3 separate regions of the Mus musculus genome follow, and all the other regions are linked to region 3. The links are chromatin contacts, called in public HiChIP or PLAC-seq maps. All regions are on one chromosome and are shown on one strand. Each heading gives the region's core, a stretch centred on a gene start, on an enhancer-like site or on the middle of the called end of the contact. The rest is flanking DNA. Distances are from core to core; before and after follow the strand shown. Region 1 overlaps Hs3st3b1 (heparan sulfate (glucosamine) 3-O-sulfotransferase 3B1). Region 2 has its middle 140 kb from the start of Hs3st3b1. Region 3 has its middle 51 kb from the start of Gm40016.

The links. HiChIP or PLAC-seq counts read pairs in DNA pulled down with a chosen protein or histone mark.
Region 1: a contact with region 3 is called in an H3K27ac HiChIP or PLAC-seq map of differentiating embryonic stem cells, with 9 times the contacts expected there. The contact joins two enhancer-like sites. A contact is called at or near these places in 1 of 39 promoter capture datasets (embryonic stem cells), 16 of 484 Hi-C or Micro-C datasets (Sertoli cells, cerebellar granule neurons, colorectal tumor organoids and 10 more), 11 of 115 datasets of contacts at active chromatin or transcription factors (differentiating embryonic stem cells, embryonic basal ganglia, embryonic forebrain and 6 more) and 1 of 9 other capture datasets (embryonic stem cells).
Region 2: an H3K27ac HiChIP or PLAC-seq map of stem cell-derived anterior neural progenitor cells shows a contact between it and region 3, with 14 times the contacts expected there. The contact joins two enhancer-like sites. A contact is called at or near these places in 1 of 15 datasets of contacts at CTCF or cohesin (stem cell-derived epiblast-like cells), 30 of 484 Hi-C or Micro-C datasets (the N1E-115 cell line, adipose-derived mesenchymal stem cells, cerebellum and 12 more), 6 of 115 datasets of contacts at active chromatin or transcription factors (craniofacial prominence, differentiating embryonic stem cells, embryonic fibroblasts and 2 more) and 2 of 9 other capture datasets (embryonic stem cells and embryonic tail).

The regions. Positions count from the first base shown.
Region 1 is chr11:63,896,939-63,900,973 of GRCm38.p6, forward strand. The region is part of intron 1 of Hs3st3b1 (heparan sulfate (glucosamine) 3-O-sulfotransferase 3B1); the gene reads right to left. Among named protein-coding and RNA genes, the nearest start is that of Hs3st3b1, 23 kb to the right of the region's middle. Within about 2 kb of position 1,858, at least 62 of the 459 cell types and tissues checked have an H3K27ac peak or open chromatin away from gene starts, as enhancers often do. A contact at or near this core is called in differentiating embryonic stem cells, embryonic stem cells, ganglionic eminence and 4 more, where this site is marked.
Region 2 is chr11:63,783,767-63,788,244 of GRCm38.p6, forward strand. No RefSeq gene overlaps it. Among named protein-coding and RNA genes, the nearest start is that of Hs3st3b1, 140 kb to the right of the region's middle. Within about 2 kb of position 1,640, at least 10 of the 459 cell types and tissues checked have an H3K27ac peak or open chromatin away from gene starts, as enhancers often do. A contact at or near this core is called in stem cell-derived anterior neural progenitor cells, where this site is marked.
Region 3 is chr11:63,410,810-63,415,370 of GRCm38.p6, forward strand. No RefSeq gene overlaps it. Among named protein-coding and RNA genes, the nearest start is that of Gm40016, 51 kb to the right of the region's middle. Within about 2 kb of position 1,657, at least 45 of the 459 cell types and tissues checked have an H3K27ac peak or open chromatin away from gene starts, as enhancers often do. A contact at or near this core is called in differentiating embryonic stem cells, embryonic stem cells, ganglionic eminence and 4 more, where this site is marked.

The DNA.
Region 1 (4,035 bases), core at 608-3,107, 490 kb after region 3:
AAACAGTCACTCAATACTTAGAGATTTCGTTAAATTGGTATCGTTTCTGAAGCATTGAAATAAAGTTGTGATGTGAGTCTCTTCACTTCCAATCGGCATGACCCCTTGGCTATATTCCCAAATTCTCAGGCCTTGGATTCCACATCTGTTAAGTTAGCCTGAGGAAGGAGCTAAATGGTTCTGCCCCTTCGGTTCCACAATACTGACCAAAACCTCAAGGCCCAGGCCAGGAAACTGTGATGACCCACCAGCTGTAGCATTTCCCAGAAGCCTCTGACAATTCAGTCACAGGGCAGAAGAACCAAGGTTTCTAGGAAGACTGTGTTCCACATCCCTTCCAAAGAAAAAAAAAACAGCTCCCTGGAATCTGTACAGTCAGGGGCAGGTCTCAGCAATGAGGAAGCTGCCATCCAATGTGGGAAAGTAAACCAAGTGTCTTTTTTTTTTTTTTTTTTTGAGCATTTGGTAAACTCATAAACACTAGTAGTGGAGTTGAAAATGTACTGCGATCTCGGGAGGGGGGGGATGAGTATGTGGGATGTGTCCCAGGGCAGAAAGCCCTTCCTAGGACACTAACAGTGGGGTATGGGAAATCCTAGCCAGCTTTCCATTGCTGTGACGAATTACCTGAGAGAAACCACTTCCAGGGAAGAAAGGGTCGTTTGGCTCATTATCCCAGAGGTTTTGTATCATGGTCCCTGGGCCCTTATTGCCTTTAGGCCTGTAGCAGGTCAGTGACAAAGGCAGGCACAGCCCCTGTAACTTAACTTCCCTCTACTGGGGTAAGCTACCGAAAGCCCTAGCAGCTGCCAACCAAGCAGGAGTGTTGGGGCAGCAGCAGGCAACTGGAGCTCCAGGCAGACACAGTGCACTAAGGCAGTAGAGTCCTCATCACAGGCTGTGCAGAGCAGTAGCAGGCATGCGCGCTAAAACCCACTGAAAGCCTGCCTGGCAACCCCAACTTCTCTGCTGTGTTTGCACCTGGTGATGCGGTAAGTCACAGTGAGTCAGGAGTGAGGGAACAGCAGTTCCTCCCTTGTCCCGTTCTGTAGGAAGACAGTTCGCAGCCGGGACTGGGAAAAGAAGCGGGGATGGGAGTTAGCCTGTGTGAGCTGGGACTGCAGGCTAGAGAGCGAGAAGTGTAAGCGGAACCAAGATCAACCGAGATAGCTTCTCCTTTATGGCACACTCCTCCTTCTTCCCAGGGGACTCCATTTGGTAGAGGAGGACCATGCTATCAGTTGTCAGTGTGGGCCTTCATCTGGGTCTTCTCACTTCCTCAGAGGCCTGGAGCCCACCAACACTGAGCCCCTTCAAAGGGCCACATCTCCATAAGTAACTGTCTCCCTTTGGGGAGATGTTTGCATATCAAAGCACTCCTTTGGGAGAGTTTAAACTAATTTCAAATGAAACTGTAAATAGTCTAGATTTCAGGTCTGGCGGAAGTGATGTCACGATTCTTAAAGAGTTCATGGGTCCTTTCGGTCCTTTCTCTTTTCATTCTTTCTTTCTTTCTTTTTCTTTTTTAAGGTAATGGGTTGGAAAGAAGAGACATGACAAAGGCTGCCTCCCCCGTCCTGGCCCCAACCGCTGCCCAAGGATTTGGCCTCCATTGTCCTGGAGTTTCAATGCTGCTCTGAAAATAAAAGCTTTTCAATGCTGGGAGGTGGGGAGCGAATGAGCATCTCACTGCCCAGGCAGCTGGAGCCCCCTCTCCTCCAGGCCTTTGCCTGGGTCTTAGGCCCGGCTCACAAAGGGGGTGGTTCCTGTTCCGGGAAGGGGCTGGGCCTTGGGGGGTGGGGGGAGTGAAAAGCTAATGGGCTTTTGTGTTCCAGCTCCAAGCTCCCTGCTTCTGTTTACTGCGCCTCACCGAGGCCTGAGAAGGACAAATCTTGCGAAATTTGAGGGATCTGTGCCCCCGGTTCCTGGAAAAGAAAAGAAACCTTAAAATCATTAGAAAGGCAGAAGTTTTTCTGGCAGGCAGACTTTGTAGAAAGCAGAAGCAAAAGCAAAAAAGGAGGCCCAGACAGTGGGGAGGGCAGCTGGAGTTCCAGAAAGAACTGAATGGTCCAGAATCCTACTTGTAGAGTCCCACCACAAGATGATTGGTCCCAAGAGTCAGGAGTGCAGATCCAGCCCTGTGCCTTCACCTTCATACTGGATCCAGGCTTAGGCAGTTTACTCTGTGTGTGTGTGTGTGTGTGTGTGTGTGTGTGTGTGTGTGTGTATACAGACTCACTCAAGAGCCAATGGAAAATGACGAGTAAGACCCCACCCCATCTGTCTCCAAAAATTCAGGGAGGGTCAAAAAGCCATTCTCTACACAGTGGCCCACTAGCCTAAGAAAGCCTGGACTTCTGTTCCCATCCTGCCTTGCATCAGACTGGGACCTTGAACCAACCATACCAAGCCTTGGACTCAGTTTTTCCAATGAATACAAATAAATGCATTTGAACCAGTGAAACCACTCAGAAGGTGAAAGCATTTGCTCCCAAACTCCATGACCTGAGTTTGGTTCCCAGAGCGGAAGGTAGAAGGAGAGAACTGAGTCCCAGAAGTTGTCCTCACAACAACACAAGCAGGAACATGCGGGCACCTACACATAAGCAACAACAACAACAACAACAATACACTAACTTTTTAATAGAGTTAACAGATCAGCTTACAGGTTGTGTAAAGCAACCCTTACAATTACCTTCCCCTGTAGCCAGCATTAAGTTGGACAGAGCCACTGGAAGATAAGTAGGAACCATCCGCACTTGATGGTGAACACTTACAAGATGCTCCTCAGGGGCAGAGCACAGACCTCAGGATACGTAATCAGGGCGAGTCCAGTGTCAAATATGCCTTAACCTAGGCACCTGACTGTAAGCTGTTTGGTTGAAGTACAAAGAGAAGTGGTCCAGATCTTGCGGGATATTTTTTTTTTCACTTCTGTGAAACAGAAATGTTTGTCCTTCCATTTACTTAACTTACTTCCTTCCTTTCTCCTTTCCCTCCTCCTCCTCCTCCTCCTCCTCCTCCTCCTCCTCCTCCTCCTCCTCCTCCAACATAGTTTGAAAGTGAATGAGCTTTGAAAAGCAACAGAAGTCTTTCAAGGATGGGAGAGGTTGGTCTGTCTGCTCTCATTCCTTCTGCTGATTCCTAGCTCCGGGGTGAGGGAGCAGACACTGCACAGGTTCAGTTCTCAAGTTCAATGTCTTGTTTAAGAGTCCTGATTCCCTGCATCCCCTCTCACTGCATACACTCTCTTCTGCGGCCCACCAAGGGCACAAAGATAACTGAGACAGGACCCAGGATGAGGCAGCAGACAAGAGCATGGAGACAGGTCCTCCAGAGGCTGGTGAAAAATCATGATCCAAGCCATCAGTGCACTGCCTTCCCCCCACACCCACCCCCCAGCCCTTGCCGCTCCCCGCCCCCCCCCCCGGAATTAAATAGGAGAGAATGGATAATCCAGCACCCTGCCCCGCCCTCCTCTGCTCAGCGAGTAACCCTCCCTCACCTGCCCCTTTCTGTTTATCCACTGACACTCTCCAAGGAAGGCAGGTTCAAGGATAAGGAGGATGCAGTCCAATCCTCTTGTCACAGATTTTAAAGGACCCAAAAATATTTTTAAAAATTAAAGAAGTACTTCTAACACAGCAACTCAGGAGCTGTGAACTTGGAAGCACTGCTGACAAGGACCAAGGACCAGCTGCTGTCCCTCATTTTGCCCATCTTCTCTCAGTGTGTTTCCTGGATGGCTTAAAGCTGATGGAGGAGGGGGTGGTAACCCTTAGCTTAACAGCAGTTGGAAACCCCAGCACAGCTCCCCCTGGGTGGGTGTGGGGACCACTTTTGTTATTGATTAGAAGCTTCCAGGGTCAGCCTTCAGCAGGAGAAAAGGGCTCCCCATACTGTCTAGGCTCACTTTTTCATAGTTATAGTCAGCCACGAATAAGCAACAGATCTCTACAGACTCCATTTGGCCTGGTATATTTCATTGGTGGCCGAAGCAATCGGTAAATATCGCACAGGATCTGACTATGTTCC
Region 2 (4,478 bases), core at 390-2,889, 370 kb after region 3:
ATGCCTCCAGCCTCCCAGCCTTTCCTTTAGGATATGCTGGCTTGCACAGAAGAAGCCTTTGTAGCTGATAATACTGTGATTCACTAGGACATCCTACAGTCTGGTCTTCACAGAAGGTATTTCCAATGCCACACAATAAAAAACAAAACAACCAAAAAACCCCCAAAAACAACAAACCCAAAAAAACTATGTTCTGGGTGCCTTCTTCCCTCAGCCCACAAGATTGAATGGGAGCTCAATTTCTGTCAGGCCAATAAATGAAGCCCAAATATGGTTCTTTAGACAAGCACACATGTGTTCAGTCCCAATCTTAAGTTCGGGGGGTGGGGGGGGTGGGGGGGGCTGGGGGACACACACAAATGACACACATTCAAGTATTTGAGGAGCTAAATGAAACTTAAATAGGTTTCCCTCTGTATTAGAAGCCCTGTAACCTACTTATATATGAATATTCTTCACGTCCTATATAAGGCACCAAAAGTGCCATATTCCTGTCCTTTGTCTCAGGGAAGCACGAGGTGTCCCTCTATCACGTGCTCATACATCCATGTAAACCAATGGAACCTTCTCTTGCTGTGGCCTCTAGTTGGCAAGGCACATGGCCATTCCTTGCACTGGGAACTTAAGGAAGACAGAAGCCCAAAGGTATGGTCCTCCTGTCTTTAATACGCTAAACTCACTGAGATTGGGCTCAGGAGGCAGAAGCAGGAGGAGGAGGAGGACGCTTACGGCCCTGAAGGAACAGCTCGTGTGGTTGCTCCTCTCTGCAGAGGCAGAGGTGTGCACTTCTTCAAGCTCCTGAGTCTACAGGAGGCCAAACCTCAGAGGGGACACGTGGAAGGGACAGGTGGCTTTAGCTGGGTGTAGGTCCTGTACGTTTTAGGATTCAAAAGTAAGGAAGACATTCCATGGGTCTAGAGGGCCCTTCCCTCTCCATGCCACTGCAGGCCTAATAGCCACAGCCATTTTGGCATGGCTGTATAAACCATGCACTGGGGCACCACAGGAGAATCAGTTGTGAATGGTGCTGGTGTGCAGCCCTGTGTGGAAGGGGTGGCTTTCTCCACTACACACAGGGAGGCTATATGAACTAGCAATAGCCTGCAGGTACTTACCCATCTCCCATCTCTGGCTTTTCTCTCACTCCATAGAATATGGGTTTATATGGAAATGGCTTAAAGAGAGAAGAGAAACAGAATCTCTATGGTACGCCCATCTCTGCAAGCAAAATCTCAGTCTCCAGAGAACAGCACTCAAAGCTGTGATCACCCATTCTTACATCCAAAGCCGGGGCACATGCTGCCACCATGGTCTTTCTGAGTCCTGGGAACACGCCTTACATGAGCAGTGTCTCTTGTAGACGCTGCACAGTGGGTTAGCTGAGGCATCCTCTGTTCTCACTCATGAGAAGGTAGACAAGGTAGACAGAGAAGGATCCACGTGGGTAAGGCTGAAGGCATTGTGATTCCACGGCAGAGAGCCTGCGGCAGGATTCAGTGGACAGATATCTCCTTGAAAGCCATTGTGTGTCAGGAAGGCATCACTTTCCATTGTTCTGAGGCACACACAGGCACTGTTCATCCAAGGATCCCATGGCGGATGCCACATCCTGTTTTAACAGCAGCAAGACCTCTGGTCTTTGACCCATGCAAATCTCAATTAGCTGAAATTACTCAACTGTATCCAGGCTCTGTCTTCCTTCAAACACCTAATTGTGTGAAAGCAACATTCCAGCGAGCCACAGCCCCCACTTCCACGATCTGACCTTCCCATCCCAGCCTCTCTCCAACGCTCTCTGTAGAGTTTGTTTCTTCTTTTAATGAACTGTGCCAATCATTAAGGAACTCCCACTGCAGCGTGATTACTCTCGGTGAACCTTCACTCATTAGCCAGTGAGCCAAGCAAATGTCCTCGTTTATAGCTGCTTCCAGCTCACAAGTCCAGCCAGGCACTGCAGCATCCCATCAGCCTCTCTGACTACCCTGCTGAGAAAACACTCAGGCAAGAGCTCAGGAAATATAAAGGGATGTTAATGTGGTACCAAGTAGCAGTGAATAAACCTGCAACGTGATTATTACACATTGGTTTCTTCACTCAGGGTCTCTAGTCCCCAGCCTCTGTGGATATGTAATTAGGGAGTCACACTCCAGAGAGGCATTTGGGTTCCAAATGGTGACCTCTTTGAGAGACACACTCTCTTTTTGCTGATTTGATTATATATCCCGTGTCAATCACAGCTATGTCAGCGTGGGCAGGAAGTTAAACAAGATTTGAAAATGAACTGGAATCTCATTACTGTGATTTGCTTGGCCTAAAAGGACATCCTCCTAGAAATTGTGGAAAGTGACCTCGAGGAGGACAGCATCAAAACAGAGACCTGGGATGTGACTGGCATCCATCCTAGAGGAAGCAAGACCTCCTAGAACTTGGCTGAGAGCATCTTCCAGATTAGTCCACTCTGAAGCAATACAGGCAGGATAAGAGCCAGACATCTCAACCCTTCTGGGAAAAATATTTAAAAATTTTAATTATCTTCACAGGAAACAAACAAGAAGAAATGAGCTGGGCAGAGTGGCACACGCATTTAATCCCAGCACTGCAGAGGCAGAGGCAGAGGCAGGCAGATTTCTGAGTTCTGGCCTACACAGTGAGTTTCAGGACAGCCAGGGCTACATAGTTTGACCCTATCTCTAAGAAGGGGGGAAAGGGTTATGAAGGAGATACACTCTTGTTATGTCACCCCCCCCAATCTTGTGTGTGTGTGTGTGTGTGTGTGTGTGTGTGTGTGTGTCCAAATTCCTTCTTTTTTCCATTGTTGTCCCTATTCTCTGGTTAAATGCTATGTAATTAAGAAACCTGTGGGTAATCTGTCTTAGGTTTGGATTCTGGATTTATAAGACATATCCTTGTCCAGTTGATCACAATATTACTTTTCTTGTGGATATGACCAAATACCTAATAAGAGGCAACTTGAGGATGAAGTTGTACTCCAGCTTACAGTTTGAACATATAATCTATCATAAAGGAAGAAATGGAATAGCTCTGAGGATCCGAAGTGGCAGGAGTGGCAGCTGGAAGTCCTTACCTGGCTTCTTACAGGAGCAGGATGCAGACCATAGACAGGAAGTCAGGCCAAGGCTGTAAAACCGCCAGTAGTCCATTTCCTCCATAAGGCTCCGCCTCCTAACTGCTCGACAATCTTCTACACATTTTACATGGGTCCAGGAAACCCAGAATGGAAATGTGAAAATTTTCTAGAGTAAATGTGATGCTATGAGAGGAGCCCTCTTCAGCAGTTCAACCCTTAGCATCACTCAGTTCAGAAAATGACCTACCTCTGGAAATCAGCAAGAGCCTACAGAACAGCAGGGGAGAAAGAATCCAAGAGCCAGAGCTGGAAGGCGTTTCTGTGTGGAGCATCTTTGGTTCCTTGGCACTTTGGCCTTTTAAGTCTTCAGACCTGCTTCTAGGATACCACAGAAGAGCATCATCACCTTCCTCAGGGCTCTGTTAGAAACACAGTCTCAGGTCCATACGCAGGCTCCTCTTGGTAAAAGTGTGAGTCTTCTGCACACGGGAGACTAAGAAACACTAGTGAGATGAGAGAACACAGCATCCCCAGGCCACTGGCAAAATAAATGCTCTAGACAGGCAGAGGTGATGGGAAAGCGTGCCTAGATGATGGGCAAAGAAGAGTAAGGAGTGAGAAGGGGACAAATGTAGAATCCAGACACCAAGTGAGGCTCCCTTTCCATTTTGATACAGCCTTTCTATTTTCCAGCTTGGAAACAGAGGTCCACCCACCCAGATTCACATACCTTCACCTAAGATTCCTGGTCAAAATCCTAGAGAAGCCGCTCAGGTCGGGCTCACTTCCCCCCTGGAGGCCTCACAAGCCCCCTGTAGACAAGTCTCCCTGACACAGAGCTCACTTCCCTTACCTCACAGGTTCACCCGTGGATCTCCTGAGGCTGCCTGTGAACACGGCAGACTAAACACCTGTGTGCGTCTCTTTCTGGAAACTTTGTTTAATGGGAGAAAATCATATTTAAAGCTAGAAACCAACAAGAGTAAAATGGAAAAAAATAATGTTCTAGCTTTGGAAAAAGAAATCTATACATTCAGAAAGATTGAAAGTAAAACTCAAAAGCAGGGTAACTAAATTGAGAAGCACATGGGAACTTAGATTGTGTCAGAGACCAACACTAACCGGAAAAATCAGGGTTCATCTCACAGAACTGCAGAAGGATTCAGGGAAGGAACTGGGGAAGGCAGAGGAGAAGTTCACTATCAAGCTAGAAATATCAAGCTGTATACTCAGCGATTAGACCAAAGAACTCCTCCCCCCATTTCATGAAGAGAGCAAAGATACGCACTCCAAACCCTGTGTGGCAACACAGGACATACAAGAAAACTTGTCTCCGGAATACTACAGAAAGCTTTCACCTCCTAAGGAACTCTCCTAAGGAATTGGTCAA
Region 3 (4,561 bases), core at 407-2,906:
CAAGGATCCTATCAAAAGCATCTTTACAGTCAGTATAGGCACTCTTTCCAAACGTATCTTCTATCTCTACGGTTTTCTAAGACAAACCAAAATTATCTGTGTCTTCCTTCTTCTCCAACAAACCTCCACTTCTAATTTAGTCACCTCTGTGATATCCTCTTTTCTTTTTTAAAAAGGCTTATTCATTTTATTTATATGAGCGTACAGTAGCTGTCTGCAGACAATACCAGAAGAGGGCATCAGATCTCATTATAGATGGTTATGAGCCACCATGTTGCTGGGAATTGAACTTGGGGCCTCTGGAAGAGCAATCGGTGATCTTAATAGACTAAGCTCTCTCTCCAGCCCTGTGATATCTTCTTGAACAATGGTGACTTTATCCTGTTTTGTCATCTCTCATGTGACTTCCCAACAGCACAAACTCAAATGCTGTATTACCACTACCACGTAAGCGGATTATGGACCTAGATTTTTAGCCAGTGTCTCTGCTGGCACCATCTTCCTGTGACAAACCATTCAGTGATCTATCTCTTAATTTAACTTCTGGAAACCCTGCTTTCTCAACCTCAGAGTCAACAGTGCAACCCCCAAGCCACACCCTATTCCAGATGTGAACACTGTCACCTCATACACCGTTTTACTCAGTCCCTACTTTCTGGGCTTGCCTGTCCCCGCCTAAGTGTCTGCACTAAATCCTTTGGACGTGCTGGCTTTATGTCACTCTTCCTTGTTTCCAAGTGTTCTTCAAATTGTAACCTTGTCTGTCTTTTTCTCTGGTATTCAAAACTCTGGCAATCTATAAAACAGAAGCCAGCACTTGCCTTCTTCAGTATTTATGTGTCCTGGTCTTGTTGCTCCCAAGAGAGTAGAGTAGAGCAAGCTCACATGGCCCTTCAGGTGTATATATATTCATTTCATGCTTTGAGGTCCGTTTTACTTTGGACTCTGGAAATGTCCCCCACTGCCTGGAAGATGACATCCTTGCCTAGGATCCAGCTGCCGAATTTCCCCTCTGCCTTAATTCTATTTCCAGCCCCAGTGGGCCAGTCTCTTCCTCAGCCCTCCATCTTTCTTCCTGACCTCACAGTGACTAGGCCACAGAAGAGCAATACACAGTAACGACTACTAATATTTATTTAGGTTAACAGTGTGTGTGTGTGTGTGTGTGTGTGTGTGTGTGTGTGTGGACTGCTGCAAGCAATTTCTCTCATTTAATCGTCCCCAAACAAACAAAACAAACAAAACAAAACAAAGAGAGGCACCCTCCCCTCCCTTTAGGTCTGAGGTGGGTAAATGTTTTTTAGAAGGAAGCCTCAGAGAGCCCCGGCTACTTCCATGGAAACAAAGGCTGTTTTCAAACACCGTTAAGAAACTGTTTCTATCTTGGGCTTTCAATGACCCGGATTGTACATGTGTGGAGCCGGGAAGAAAGAAAGGAAAGAGGGATAAAAAAAAAAGTGCCACGGGAAGCTCTTCGTTTAATGCATTGGTTAATTAATCAATTAATTTTGGGTTATGCACAGGCACTTTCTTCTCCGAAATGTGGAAAAAGCGGGGCTTTGTGTGTGTCCCGGGAGCTCTCTGAAGCTGGAAGGTGCCACACAGGCCTCCGGCTTGGCTTCCCCTTTTCTCCCCAAGGCCCATCCTTAGGTATTTCAGTGTTGAATAAACAGGCCTGGAGTTGTGTGCCCAGTTCAGGACACCCTGCTGCGAGCATGTCCTTAATACCAACAATGCCACGCTTTTATTCCAAACTGACCCCACTGACCCCCAAAAGTTTGTTCCCTCAACTGGGTCTCCTTGGCCCTTTCATTCCCCTGAATTCCCTACACAAAGCCCTTGTCACATCCACAGTCCTCTCGAAACTAAACTGGGATGGGAAGAGAGGGGGAGTGGAAAAGAAGTTGAAAATAGCCAAACCTTGATCCTCCACCTAAAAGAGACTGAAGACATTAGCATGTTAAACCGTCTGCGCGGCTCGGCTTCCTCACCCACCCCCACCCTCACTGGAGCGCATTCTTTTCGAAAATCCTGAGAATTGGGGCCCAAGTCTCCGTCTGAAGGAGCGACAGGTCAGTGCAGATAAGAGACCCCACTGCGACAAAAGCTCTCCTTTACATCCGTGATTGTCGCAAGTTTCGAGGAAAACATTTACATTCCGAAAGGAAGGCTCTGGTTTTCAGTAGAGGAAAAAAAGATACTTGGGGCGTCGGAGTCGCTTTCCGACCCCTCCCCCAGCTTGTTTGTTTATCTTTGATCTTCAGGGGCAGTATTTCAAGGAAGAACAGCATCACTAGCTATGGGGAAAAAATGTGTTTTCTGCTTGTTTTTTTTTTTCTTTTTTTCTTTTTAATCTTTTAATTATCCAGTTCCTCTCTGCCACACACCCACCATGCGTGGAAAGTGCCGGCAACGCTGAGATGGAGCGACTTCAAAAAGGACTCTGACCTCCGTGGCCTGTTCCTTGCTTTCTGTTTTACTTTCTTCTGGCTCAGTGCAATGAGAGTCCGCCAGTACGAGAAAAGCAGAATACAGTTAAGTTTTTCCTCGAGTCTCAAGGAGTTCAACGCATGCATTATCTCGTTTGCTTCGATAGATTTATTTTAATCTCCCATCATGCATTAGCTCCTACAACCCTTTGACGCCAAGAGTCGCCTCTGAAGACATACAGTGACAATGAGAAGCCTTGTGATGTTTTGAGGATTCATGGGGATATTATGAATTGAAGACATCCCAGTTGGCAGGAAATTCACATGGATTTAACTATTTTAAAGAGAACAAGCGACAGGCAATTAGCATATTCACAACATTGTCAAACAGTGTTCTATTTAGTTCCAAAATATTTTCACCACCTCCAAATAAAATTATAGAACCATCAAAGAGTTGATCCTCACTGCTTCTTGTACCAGTTCCATGGCTTTAACAGTCCAGGACATTTCACAAGAGTGGCACCGGGCCTCTTCCTGTCCTGATTCACTGACACAGCAAGTGCTCTTGAGATTCCTTTGTGATGTAGAACGTATCTGCATTTCACTGTTTTATACAGTGCTGCAGTTTAAATCCGAGATGTCCCTTATGAGCCCACAGTTAGACACTTTGGTCTTTAGCAGCTGCTGATGTGTTTAGAAGGTAGAGGGCTAGCTGAGGAATCATTTTGAAGGCTGTATCTGTTAGCCGTTGACTTGCCTCCTGCCCACCAGGGTGTGAGTAGCCTCTGCCCATGTGATCCTGCTGTCAAGATCATCTGCCTAGCCCAGGTACTATAGCAAACCCTTGGAAACAGTGAGCACAACAAATCCTCCCTCCCTCAAAATGTATGTCACATAACTTGCCACGGTATGCCACATTTCACTATTAAGCATCACCAAACAACACAAGTATATCTAGTCCTCTATAGGTGTTAAGTTGCAGACTCAGTCAACCAAAGAGGGAAAAATATATGAAAGATGCATCAGCCTTCTTTTACTGTCCCGGCTTTCTGAACAATGCACTGCAGTAATTTCATCAGCATGCACATTGTGTTATGGATTACAAATCATCTTCACGTGTTCTAGAAGCCTTCCTCAAGGACACCAGGGGATGGACAAAGCATAGTTAGCATTTCTAATTTGTTTTCCGCTTTGGGCCCCATTTGTTTCCATGACTGTAAGTGGTCATCTTACAAGTATTCTCATCTAAGTATTTCGTTGACTGTTGATTTCCAGCTCTGTTGGCTCCATGTCTAATGAGTGAGAAGTCTGTGTTGTGTGGCAATGCTATTTTTAAATTTTGGAGAAACTGCCAAGTTGCCTCTTATTTCCCTCCTAAACCACCCAGTGCCCCGTTGATTTCTATTTTATAAGGTATAAGGGCTTTTAATTGAAGCTTCCTTCAATCTGTATTTTCTTGGCATCATGCTACTTGTATTTTTAACCCAAATCATTATGTTCTATTTGTGTTTCTCACAGGGTGTTTGTTTAAAAACTATTACAAGGGGCTGCAGAGAAGAGATATGGGTTATAGTTGTTAAAAGCATTGGCTGCTTTTACACAGGACCTGGGTTTGGTCCCTGCACCCCAGGTTGGCCAGCTCACAACTGTCTGTAACTGCAGCTCCAAGGGATCTGTTGCCGCCTTCTAGCCTCCAAAGGCAACTGCACTTACTACCATCTAGACGTTGGTATAAACATAAGCAAAAACTTAAAAGCAATATGGAATCTTATAAACTAATATGAGACTCTTTTCTAAGAACTTAACTGAACCTTGGAAAAGGTGTCTATATATCCAGAGAAGTAGATTCATGGCTCTGCTACCTGGGGCCAGGATGGAAGGAGGTTGTGCCTCATAATGAGTTGAAGGTCTTGTCTTGGAAGTGTAAACCAAACATCTCCATTACTTCCTCCTTCCAAAGAACAGTTCTGGAATTTTCAGATCAAGAATGTGCTTTTAAATGATAAAAAATTATCACATAACTCTGACTCATGAATGACTTGATAGCCATTTTGTACTGTGTTGTATCCCTTGATGCCTTTATCACAATTTTAATTATTTTGAAATATGATTAAGCTAATAGCTCTTGAGCG